Linked DNA regions of Sus scrofa: all the other regions are linked to region 2. The links are chromatin contacts, called in public targeted proximity ligation maps. All regions are on one chromosome and are shown on one strand. The core of a region is the stretch at or near the end of the contact, and the rest is flanking DNA. Distances in the headings are between cores, read along the strand shown. Region 1 overlaps CHST11 (carbohydrate sulfotransferase 11). Region 2 has its middle 69 kb from the start of CHST11. Region 3 overlaps CHST11 (carbohydrate sulfotransferase 11).

The links.
Region 1: a targeted proximity ligation map of alveolar macrophages shows a contact between it and region 2. A contact is called at or near these places in 1 of 47 Hi-C or Micro-C datasets (blood) and 1 of 2 datasets of targeted methods (alveolar macrophages).
Region 3: a contact with region 2 is called in a targeted proximity ligation map of alveolar macrophages. A contact is called at or near these places in 3 of 47 Hi-C or Micro-C datasets (embryonic fibroblasts, fibroblasts and retroperitoneal adipose tissue) and 1 of 2 datasets of targeted methods (alveolar macrophages).

The regions. Positions count from the first base shown.
Region 1 is chr5:79,973,000-79,976,773 of Sscrofa11.1, forward strand. All of the region lies in intron 1 of CHST11 (carbohydrate sulfotransferase 11), which reads right to left. Among named protein-coding and RNA genes, the nearest start is that of CHST11, 94 kb to the right of the region's middle.
Region 2 is chr5:80,135,656-80,139,579 of Sscrofa11.1, forward strand. No RefSeq gene overlaps it. Among named protein-coding and RNA genes, the nearest start is that of CHST11, 69 kb to the left of the region's middle.
Region 3 is chr5:79,915,549-79,919,773 of Sscrofa11.1, forward strand. The region is part of intron 2 of CHST11 (carbohydrate sulfotransferase 11); the gene reads right to left. Among named protein-coding and RNA genes, the nearest start is that of CHST11, 150 kb to the right of the region's middle.

The sequences.
Region 1 (3,774 bases), core at 247-2,746, 160 kb before region 2:
TTTCGTCACCCTTCCACCCCCCGCCCCACCCCCGCCTGGGACAACAAGTTCAAACCATCTCTGAAAAGCCTCTGGTAGAGCTGCTCCCGGTGGCTGGGCACCTGAGATGAAGAGTTTCTGCCTGAAGGGAGGGATGGTGAATGGCACGACGGATTCATCTTATGCACGTGGGAAGGGGAGTCGGGAAGAGGGGGGACAAGCAGGACAGCCCTGATTTGCAGGGGAAGGCACCGAGGGCTCAGGTTCCAGAAGTCTCATCTGTCTCAAGTCGCAGACAGATGCGGAGGCTTCAGGGGCCTGGGAAGCCCCTCTGGCAGGCCCACCAGCTGGGCCACCGGCCCTTCGTCCCTTTATTTATGGAGGCGGCTGACAATGGCCAAAAGCAGAGGGAGGCTCTGGGTGAAAGTGAAGATGAAATATTGCTGAGCACCAATAATTGCACAGCCCTGTGAGCAGAGGACAGGGCGGCCGGTGCCGGGAATTGCTCTCTGGACACATCAAAGCACTCGGCTTGGTTTGGGGCCTCAGTCCTGGCTGTCCACACCCCTGAAACGCCCCCCACAGCCTCCCCCAAGTCAAGAGCCCTAGGAAACAAACCAACCTGAACACCAGAACCATGCGGAGCCTCCTCCTCTGTCCCCCTTATAATCTGTCAGCTGGAGGGGGGAGCAGTGGAAAAGGGGCGTTGGGGGGGGGGGGAGGTTGGAGCCAAAGCTGGCTTCTACTCCGTCCATCCGAGTCACCTGGGACAGGTCCCTTGAGCTCCCCGAGCCTCAGTTTCCCATCTGTGAGATGGGGCAGCGTGTCATTACCAGGACTGGTGATAATATTATAAGTAATTTGCATAAATATAGCATCAGCTGACATTACTCCATCTTCTGTTCCTAAGAGGTCTTTCTTGTCCTTCCAGAGCTCACCCCAGGTTCATCTTCCACCTCCGTCAAGTGTTTCAGGGTCTGCTTCTGGGAGCACTCCCTGCCCCCTGGGCTCAGTAACCCCTTCCTCCCGAGGGCAGGGCTCCTCTCGGGGCTGCAAGCTGTGCAAGGGCCTTGGAGCCCCTGCCTGGAGAGCAGCAGGGAGACTGGACCTCTGCAGAGACTCCCTTTGTGAGCCTGCCAGCACTCAACCTGTTGCTTTTAAGGCCAGGCCCTTGCCAGCTCCATCTGCCTCGGGGACAAGCTGTTTAATGGAGCAAGAGTTGGCTCCAGGGAAGACAATGCATTTTAATGCTTCCGGACACAGGAATCAGACCGAACCCTGCCTTCCAGGTGTGGCCAGGAGGGGCTTTGAAATCATGCAGCCCAACCCCCTCCTCGGCACCTGAGCCTAGGGTGGCCGGGTGGCTGCTCTGAGGTCCCATAGCTGGTTAGTAGCAGTCCGTTCCTGGCTCAGGACCAGCCCTGACTCCGAGTCCTACAAAGAAGCAGCATCTCTTATAAATGCTAAAAATATGCAGAGGATGACAGGAAGTGAAAGCGAAAGAGGAAAAGGCAAAGATATGCGCCGCGAGTCTAGAAAACCAGCGAGACTTCTGGGTTCTTCTAGATTCGTGAAATTTAACCCACTGGAAAGTGAAAACCCTATCACACAAATACATTTCCTGCTGCCAGGGATCCAATTCTCTTTACCCTCCTCATCTTCGCTGCCCACTCTGCCCACAGATACTCCTTCCCATGGCATGGGGAGGGACCATGACCCTGATGTTGCAAGATCAAAGGAACAGAGCAAGCCCCAAGGGGAGGAGAAGCTTGGGTATCACCTCCTGCCTGCTGTGGCTGGAACTGGAGCTTCCTATGCCATGCGCTTGGCATTAACGAAATACGTTGGGGGTCGGGGGTGGACCAGAGAAGACCCCCATGGCGATGTTAAATAGCGCTGGATGAACAAAGGAACGGATGGCTGAGTGAGGGGGCCGGTGAATGAAATAGTTCTCATCACAAGCTTAAAAACTGGTTTTCTAACAACTTGGTACCCCACCTCCACCAGCCCAGTGCAGCTTCAGGTCCCCCTTTTTCGTAATTCTGGATGGGAAAACAATGCCAGTGTAATTGACTGGCTCAGAATGCACACTTCTGGTCCTGGCTCAAGCCCATATGAACCCTGACATAGGAAGGCCCTCCGAGAGCAACAAGTACAGGCAGTGTCATAGAAGTCTCGGCTAAACGAAAACCTGGGGCAGAAAAGCCATGCCGGAACAGAGGTTGAAGGTGAGCTGCTCTGGTGGGAAGGGGATGCTCACCTCTCTACACTTCCATCCTCCCAGCAGCTCCTGGAGTTCCTTGGTGGAACCCCAGGATCCCTGGCACCCAGGAGAAAGTGCCTGGTCTCATTTTATTCAGCAGAGGAAATAAAAGCCTAGAGCAAAGGACACATCCTCAGTCATTGCCAGGGCAGTGATGCCAGCACCAGAGCTCACATATCCTTGCTTCTGGTCCCTTCTCATCTCCAATCACTCCACCAACCACTGGTCTGCCACACCCACCAAGACAGGCACTTCCTCCATAGAACATGGGTCCCTGTGCCTCTGTACCTTTGCACATGCCATTCCCGCCACCTAGCTTGTCCTTCCTCTCCCACCCTTGGTCCTTCTTGCTGCCTGTGACTCTAAGATGACCTTCAACAATCCCCAAATCCTGAGAGTCGCAGCCTTGTCTAATTTCCCTTCCCCCTTGAGCAGGGGCTAGCCTAGCAACTTCCTTCTAATTAATGGAATACAGCCAAGGTGAGGAGATGGCACCTCTGTGATTATGTCACATAAAATAACAACTTCTGATCTGCCATCACTCTCTCTTGATGGCTTTGATGGAACAAGTTGCCATGCTGTGAGCTGCCTGATGGGGACACCCACTGACAAGAACTGAAGGAGGCCTCCAACCAACAGAGAGTAGGAACTGAGGCCCTAAATCCAACAGTCTACAAGGAACCAAATCCTGCCTGCAACCATGGGAGCCTGAAAGTAGATCCTTCCCCAGGCATGCCTTTTGATGAGACCTCAGCCCTGGCTGACATCTTCACTGTGACCCGTGAGAATCACTCACAGAAGCTCCATCTAAGCCTTGCCCATACTCCTGATCCACAAAAGCTATGATGTAATAAATTTGTGTTGTTGTAAGCTGCTAAACTTGTGACAATTTGTTACACAGCATTGGTAACTAATACACTGCCCTAAGAAATACACCTGCCTTTTGAAAGAGAGCTCAAAGAATATTTTGCTTCCCTGAAAAGTCAGGCACTCCCTCCACAACCACCACCTCCACTATCACTGCCATCCTCACCATTGTTATCATCACAGACCTACCCCAGGTACGTGGCTTTAGTGCTTTACATCTATTATGTCATTTAATCCTTACAACCAATGTATGACAGAGGTACTATTACTTAACCTAATTTTACTGAGGAGAACACTGAGACCCAGAGAGATTTTTAAGACACACAAGTCTATAACAATAACTCTTTCCCTACTGTCTTTCTTTTTTTTTTTTTTTAAAGGTAAAGACATGTTGCTTTCTTTTTTATTTTATTTTTTATTTATTTATTTTGTCTTTTATCTTTTTTGTTGTTGTTGTTGTTGTTATTGTTGCTATTTCTTGGGCTGCTCCCACGGCATATGGAGGTTCCCAGGCTAGGGGTTGAATCGGAGCTGTAGCCACTGGCCAGAGCCACAGCAACGCGGGATCCGAGCCGCGTCTGCAACCTACACCACAGCTCACGGCAATGCCGGATCGTTAACCCACTGAGCAAGGGCAGGGATCAAACCCGCAACCTCATGGTTCC
Region 2 (3,924 bases), core at 741-3,240:
GGACAGGAAGCAGGCCAGCTCGTCTCTCCACTCTGCCACACACAGCGTCCATCTGAATCTCTGAAGGGTGGAACCAGGGACGTCGGAATAATGGGTTCACCAAGCAGGCCCTGGAAGATGACAACCAGCCAATGGTTACCTGCTCAGAAACTCCTGTGGGGGGTCCTTAGAGGACAAAAAATGCAGAAGCTACTGTAGAATAGTTTACAGGGTATTTTTAGCTGTTCAAAATCCCAGCAGCCTTACAAAGTAATTATTTTCATTTATTAATAATGGCCTCTAATTTTAATTCCTTTTTTTTTTTTTTTTTTTTTTTTTGCTTTTTGGGGCACACGTGCGACACATGGAAGTTCCCAGGCTAGGGGACAATCGGAGCTGTAGCCCCAGCCCATGCCACAGCCACAGCAATGCCAGATCCGAGCCGTGTCTGCAACCTACAACACAGATCCCAGCAACACCGGATCCTAACCCACTGAGTGAGGCCAGGGATCAAACCCTCATCCTCATGGATCCTAGTCAGGTTTATTAACCGCTGAGCCACGAAGGGAACTCCTGACTTTAATTCTTATAAACTCACATAATGTTTACATGGTTATAATCACGGATAGATAGGCCACACATACATAGGTACATATATACACACACAGTTGTGTGTATAATTTTTTCTCTCAAAACTATTCTGCAAATCTTTCTTCATGTTTTATAGTCACTACATAATTTTAAATATCAGCACAGCAATTTTTTCTCAATACGCCACCACCTTCTTAACCAAAGTCTATGATTTCCTTGAGTTGTCCGCTGTTACAGGCCATGCTGTGATGAAACTCTTTTGCATGTGGCATCTTCCCATGCCTACTGCTTCAGCGATTTTCGTCTTCCTTCCTGTCCCGTGGAAAAGAGAAGAACTTTCCCTGGAGCCTCCTGTGAAGCACTCCTCTGCCCTTCGGTTACCATCATTAAGGCACAGAGCTTCGAACTGTCCCGGATTATTTGAATGGGTCCAAAGCAAAAGGATCCTTAGAAGAGGGAGGAAAGAGGATGAGGGTAAGCAGAAGATGGGATGATGGAAGCCAGAGGTCAGAGTGATGCCAGAAGGTGGGGGGGTCACGAGCCAAGGAATGTGGGTGGCCCTGGAAGATGGGGAGACGAATTATTCCCTGAAGCCTCTAAAAACAACTCAGCTCTGCCAACACCTTGCTTATAGACTCTGGACACCAGAACTTCAAGGGAATAAATCTGCATTTTTTTTTCTTTTTGGCCACACCCACAGCATGCAGAAGTTTCCAGGCCAGGGATCGCACCCATGGCACAGCAGTGACAACCCTCTGTGCCACCAGGGAACGCCAAATGTACGTTGTTTTCAGCCACTCCATTTGTAGTCATCTGTTAGAGCAGCAGTAGAATGTGGATGCATCTGCCGCTAGGGCTGGGGTAGAAAAGGCACAAAGAGTAGCAATAAAAGAGTGATGATAAAAATACCTTCAAAGCCCCATGGAGGGCTCACTAGGTCCTGCACATCCTAGAGCAGGAGGCTCCAAGGAAAGTTCTTCTCTTTTCCACAGGACAGGAAGGAAAATGAAAACCTAAATTAGGGCGTCACAACTTTATGAGATGGTGTCATCATCATCCCCAGGTGGCAGACGTGAAGCTGAGGTCACAAGGTTAAGTGACTTCCCAAGGTGGCACCGCCTGTGAGAGGTTGAGTCAGGATTTGGACTTGGCGCAGAATCTAGGAAAGAAGCTGCTCCAGACTCGGCGGAGGTGCAGTCAGGTGGCAGAGGCAGGAGCACCCTCGGCCTCCCAGTGGACTGCAGAGGGCTCTTCCCTGAAAGTGTATTGAATGAGGGGCTGGATCGTGTGAGGGATACGGCGCTGAGGAACAGCCCTCGAAGGGGACTGACGTAGATTCTTCAGGATGCGGCAGGACCGGCTGGAGGGTCACCGCTCAGAAGCTCTGGGAGGATGTTCTTGCCTCCGCAGCTGTGCTTTGGCGCCTCTGACTTCCGGCAGCCAGCTCCGCCCTCCCAAGCCATAGCACCTTTGCCTGCAGGGAAGCCTCAGAGAGGGTTGCAAACGCCATCAGCCCTCTGTCCCTGGGGTCTTTTTGCAGGCTCTGAATTCTAGAGCTCATCTCTCTAACGAACAAAATGCCTCACAGCCTTGTCTTCCGAGGCAGAGCTTCTTGGATCCACCGCCGGCCACTGCGAGAAACTGTGCATGCTGAGCGCCACCTAGTGGTGCCCAGGGTCCTCAACGTTTCTTCTCAAACCTGGTCCGGAAGGGCTCTTCTTCCTCTGAGGTCTCACCAGGGAGGTGACTTAGGGTGTTTCCCTCCCTATCGGGTCTGGGACACTTTCGAGAAGCCCATGGCCAGTTCCTCCTGAAACTCTGTGAGCTTATATTGGGATTGTCCCATCCTGGGCTCTGCCTGAGGGTCCAGGATGCTGGTTCTGGGTTGAGACACAGAATAATTCTTTTCATCATTTATCAGCTCTGTGACCTGATTGAGGGTGGGGAAGCTGTGTGGGGGAATCAGCATCTCATTGCAACATGAGAGGAACTAGCAGAGGAAAGTGAATTTCAAAAAGCTGTTGAGGAGTTCCCGTTGTGGCTCAGTGGCTAACGAATCCGACTAGGAACCATGAGGTTGTGGGTTTGGTCCCTGGCCTTGCTCAGTGGGTTAAGGATCCGGTTTGTCGTGAGCTGTGGTGTAGGTCGCAGACGCGGCTCGGATCCTTCATTGCTGTGGCTCTGGCGTAGGCCAGTGGCTTCAGCTCCGATTAGACCCCTAGCCTGGGAACCTCCATATGCCGTGGAAGCAGCCCTAGAAAAGGTAAAAAGACCAAAAAAAAAAAAAAAAAAGCTGTCGAGAATACACATTATTTGACGATTTAGATAAAATGGACCAATTCCTTGAAAAATACAAATGAATGTAACCCACTCAATGTGAACTAGATAATATGAATATACGTACAACTATTAAGAAAATGAATTTGTAATTAAAAGCTCCCCCTAAAAGATGTCTCCACACCCACCCAGGTGGTGTCACTGGAGGATTCTACAGAATACTTAAAGAAGAATTAACGCTATATACACGAGGAGGGCACATTTCCAGTTCACTTTATGAAGTTAGTATTATCCTAGTATTACCCTGATATCAAACCAGACAAAGGCAGTACAAAAAAAGAAAACTAAAGATCAATATTCTTCGTGAATATAGATACAAAATCCTTAATAAAATATTAGCAAGTGGAATCCAGCAGTATATACAAAGAATTTATCCCAGACATGCAAGGCTGATTTAATATTTGAAAATAATCAGTGAGATCTACTATACTAACAAGCTAAAGAAGAAAATCCCATATTCATATAAATTGATGCAGAAAAGAGCATTTGACAAAATTCAATGCCCATTTGTGATTTAAAAACACTCAGAAAAAGTGGAAATGGAGGAACATTTTCTAAAAAGAATATCTACCAAAACCCACAAAACTCTACTTAATCTTGAAAGACTGAATGCTTTCCCATAATGTTGGGAACAAGACAAAGACCTCTACTCCTTTTTATTTGTTTTTTGAGCCAAGCCCTCAACATGCGGAAGTTCCTGGATCCAGGATTGAATTTTCACCACAGCAGTAACCACAGCCACAGCAGTGGCAACACTAGATCCTTAACCCACTGAGCCAGGCCGAGGATTGAACCCTCACCACCAAAGGCAATGCCGTATCCTTAACCCACTGCACCGTAGTAGGAACCCCCAAAGACATCTACTCTTAACCACTCTTACAAGAGTGCTCAAAGTTCTAGCCAGTGAAGTAAGGCAAGAAAAGGAAATAAAAGGCATTTGGACCAGAAAGGAAGATGTGTTTGCAGTTGACATGACTGTCCATGTAGAAAACTGCCAGGAAATCTACAAAAATATTC
Region 3 (4,225 bases), core at 1,318-3,817, 220 kb before region 2:
AAAGAAGCAAATGACTCGCCCTGAGTGACCCAAGTGAAAGCAATTGCAGTGAAGCCACTCCCTTCCAAAGACAGAAGCTGCGTCATCTTTCTCTCCCTGCCAGCTGTGAGGCATAAATATGCCACCGTGAGCTTGCTTCATTGACTCACCTCACCACGTCTGCCCACGTTTGGTTAACAGCATCCCAGACTGAGCAACAAGTCAATGCCTAACTCCCTCCAGCAAAGCACATGCACCACGGAGCAGGCTTCCACATCCCACAGCACTGGTTCATGTGATGGTGAGGCTCACTGGGGTGACAAGGGACCCTTATCTTAAAACTGAACCAACTGGGATCCTGTTTCAGGAGAAAGCCTTCCTCGAGGTCAGACCTAAATCTGAGGGGACAGCTGCTTACAAAAGCTGCCCAAACATCCAGTTATGCTCATTGCTTCATATCTGGGATGTCAGTTTTGATGAAAATTCCTCACGTAAGGGATTTTAAGCTTCCTGAGAGAGAGAACGTTCCTCTTTGCCTTGAGAAGAGATGTTTTAATGAAAGGAACCCAAGTGGGGGCACGTGCACCACTTATATCCACTTTGCTTTAGCAACTAGATACAGCTTTCCATCTGCCTCGCCCGTGTTCGCCCCGTGGAGTGGAGGCCGTCAGCTTTCCCTTTTAGCACGGCCAATTTACCAAGCTCATTGATGTTTTCCAGTCTCTTCTTTCTCGTTCAGCCTGGCTTCTCAGATGTCATTTTCCAGCCAGTTGGTGGGTTGGATTTCTAAACTTGGATCCCCCTGGCTTGGTTAGGGATTATCATCTTTATGATTGTAACAGCTACCATTTACAGAGTACGCACCACCTGCCAGGAATTGTTTTAAGCATTTAACATAAATGAGCTCGTTTAATCATCGCCACAAGCCCTATGAAGTGGGTACTACTCCTGTTCCCACTTTACAGAGGCGGCTAACGGTGGCACAGAGAGGTTAAGCAGCTTACCCAAGGCCACACAGATAGAGTGGCCGTCAGAATTCTAAGCCGGTCCCTGTGATTCCTGCCCCTCTGATGTACAGGCCGTGTATAATCCTCTCCCCCTTGAGCACAGAGGACCTGGGAAGATGATGGAACATCACTTCCATAATTATGGGACATTATCGGGCAAAAGCAAAGGGATTTTGCAGATGTTAAGGTCTTTAATCAGTTGACTGTGCTAATCTAAAAGAAAGGTATCCTGGATGGGCCTGACCTTATTAGGTAAGCATTTTAAGTAGGGCTGAGCCTTTCTATATGCTCAGAGAGACTCTTGTTGCTGGCCTGGAAAAACCAAGCTGCTGTGATTTTTGACAGCTAAAAGAAAACGAGTTCTGCCAATAACCACGAGAGCTTGGAAAGGGACCTGAGCCTGGCATGGACCGTCGCCCTGGCAGACACCTGGCCTGCAGCCTGGTGAGACCCTGCGCAGAGGCCCAGCCAAGCCTGCCCAGACTCCTGAGCCATGGAAACTGGGATAATAAATGTGTGTTGCTGTCAACCGCTAAGTTTTGTGGTCATTTGTGAGGTGGCAATAAAAAAAAAAATAAATAAAGCCAGTAAGAGGCAAGGCTGGGATACACACCCAGACAGCCTGGGTCTAGAGTTCTCACCTTCACCACTTTCCTATGTGTCATTCTGGGATCTAGGATGGATGGAAAAGGAGTCACTGAGTAGCTTGAGCAGGAGACCCAGCTCTTATGAAACTTGGGGTACCCCATTCTCACCCCATCTCCCCAGGTTCCTCACCCTGTTTCAGGAACAACATTAGCCACAAAGCAGGCACAGAGGCACCCAGCATAGACCCTGGCGACCAACAGGGAAGAAGGCACTTAAATAACGAAAACTAAAATAATTACAGTCGGTAAAGGGCTAAAAAAGAGAGGTAAAGGGGCTAAGAGACCACAGAACAGGTCCTCGGGCTGAGCAGGAGTCCACCAATTAGAGGGGAGGAGAGGAGAAAGCTTTTCAGGCAGCAGAATAGCATGTGCAAAGGCCCAGAGGCAGGAAAAAGCCAGTACAGCAGGAGAACTGAGCCAGGGCCTGTATAGTGGGAAGGGGAAGAGGGGCTTGAGATGAGACTCAAGAGGGAGGGAGAGGCCAGCGCAAATGAAACGAAGCCCTCGTTACCGCTGGTGCTGGGCCTCTTCCATCAGACGAAGTCAACGCTGCATCACCCTGGATAATAGAAACTCACTGCACTGATACCAGTGGCCCCACTGCTGCTTTCTGAGAAGGAAACCGGAAATGCTTCCACACTCAGCAAGCTCTGAGAGGCTCATGTTGTGACCCTGACAGCTGAAAAGAGAAACCTTTTTTTCCTTTTGTCTTTTCTTGAAAGCAAAAAACTGAACCCTGACGAGACGGTCTAGGCGCATGTGGTCGCGGGCCCCGTGAGGTGAGGGGCCACCTGTCAGCACTTGTCAGCTGCAGATAAGGCCCCCGAAGGAAACTCAGGAAAAATGGGACGTTGGGGATTAAGCAAGAGCACTGCCGTCTCCTGTCTCCTGACCTCAGACTTGAGGCCGAGGCCCTGACACGCATTGCTCCCAGGCCTCTGAGTCACCATGTGGGGAGCAGCATGTGTTCTGGGACTTGCAGGAGCCTTGGCAGATGGAGACAGAGCCCTGTGCCAGCAGCGAGGGGGCATGAGATGGCCAGAGTTGACTTCCCGTTGCTGTCCCTTGCCGGCTGTGTGACCTCAGGCAAGTTGTTCACCTCTCTGTTCCTTGGCACCTGTCCAACAAAGTTTCTACATTCTAGGGTTGTGAGGATTCAGCTGGCAGCAAAGCACCCGAAGAGTGTCTGGCACACAGTGAGTGTGCAAGGAACACAGGCCCAAACGACTCTTCTGGCTCTGACCACTTCCACTGCTGTATCACCACCATCACCATCGTCTCACCAAGCAGAGAACCGGGCTTAGGAATAGGGAATAAGCCTTCATCTTCCACAACTCCAAAATGGAGTTAACGATGCATGAACTACTCAAGAAGGAGAGGTTCAGAAGCGCCCTCCAGCCCCAGTACTGGGGGCGCCCCACCCTTGTTCACCACGACTGTGCAGAGACTTCCTCAAGTTCCAAGGCCAAGAACACCTTATAATTTTTTCTGCCTCAATGGGGCTCTGAACCCGGGCTCACTAAATCATCTGCCGATTGCTCTCTGGTACCCTAACGGGTCTGACTCCAGAGAAAGGATGTGCGGCTTGATTTAGATTAATAAATAAGCATCTCATTTACTTTTTTAAAAAAATCACATGGAAAAACAGCCCATTCCCTGAGGAAGCTCCAAGGAAATGCTGCCTTGATAGCCACAAGCATATTTGGACCAGGCTTTGGGGGCTGCCCAGACCAGAGATGGCAATTAAGAAAAACATAAAGCATCTGCATATGCTTCCCAAATGTATAGAACTCTTTCACACGCGTTATTTCATTCACTCTTCCCCCATCCTATAAAGTATTCCACGTCTTGTTTCTCAGGGGTTCCATGAATGCTGCTTTTAAGGTTCAGATGAATAGACAAACGTTCTGGCCTTTTAAAAAGAAGCTGTTAGTGACATAATTCTAAGAGGGAGTGCTGGTTAGAAAGAATTGAACAGAAGGTTTTACGAGGTTTTTTAAGAAGCTTTTCTTATTAAATCACTATAAAACCTCACCAAAATAGCTCAAACTAACTTGGGAGAAGGCCAGTCACAATTAGGGGAAAGCTTGCAATGCAGAATATTCTTTTAAATGTACTTTTAATATGTGAAGCTCCACACAGTGAAAGGAACCCACGGTTGTAAAGTGCCTGTGTCTTTCACACACAAACAAGACTCTGTGCATTAGGCTGCTGTCCTGAAAGAGGGGAAACAATTCCACTGGGTGAGCTTGGAGGAGCCAAGTCCACTTGCTGGGTCTCAATTGCTTCATCTGAACACAAAAAGCTACCAAGGGAAAGGACTGGATCACTCCAGGTACCTCCCGGCCCTCCAAGACTTGTCTTTTCCAATTATGTTCCCGCAATGAATTTCCTTCACGAATTCCACTGCATGCCGAACTCGGAGGCAATGTTACACAGTCCAAATTAGCAGCGTTCAAATTAATGAGCTTTTCACTGTCTTCCAGGCAGATTTGGAGATGAAAAAGAAGAGAGAAAAAGAAATGAGATCTAGTTAGCGCACTTGCTAACACGGAACAGCAGGTTCACAGGGTCAATTTCCACACCCAGGGC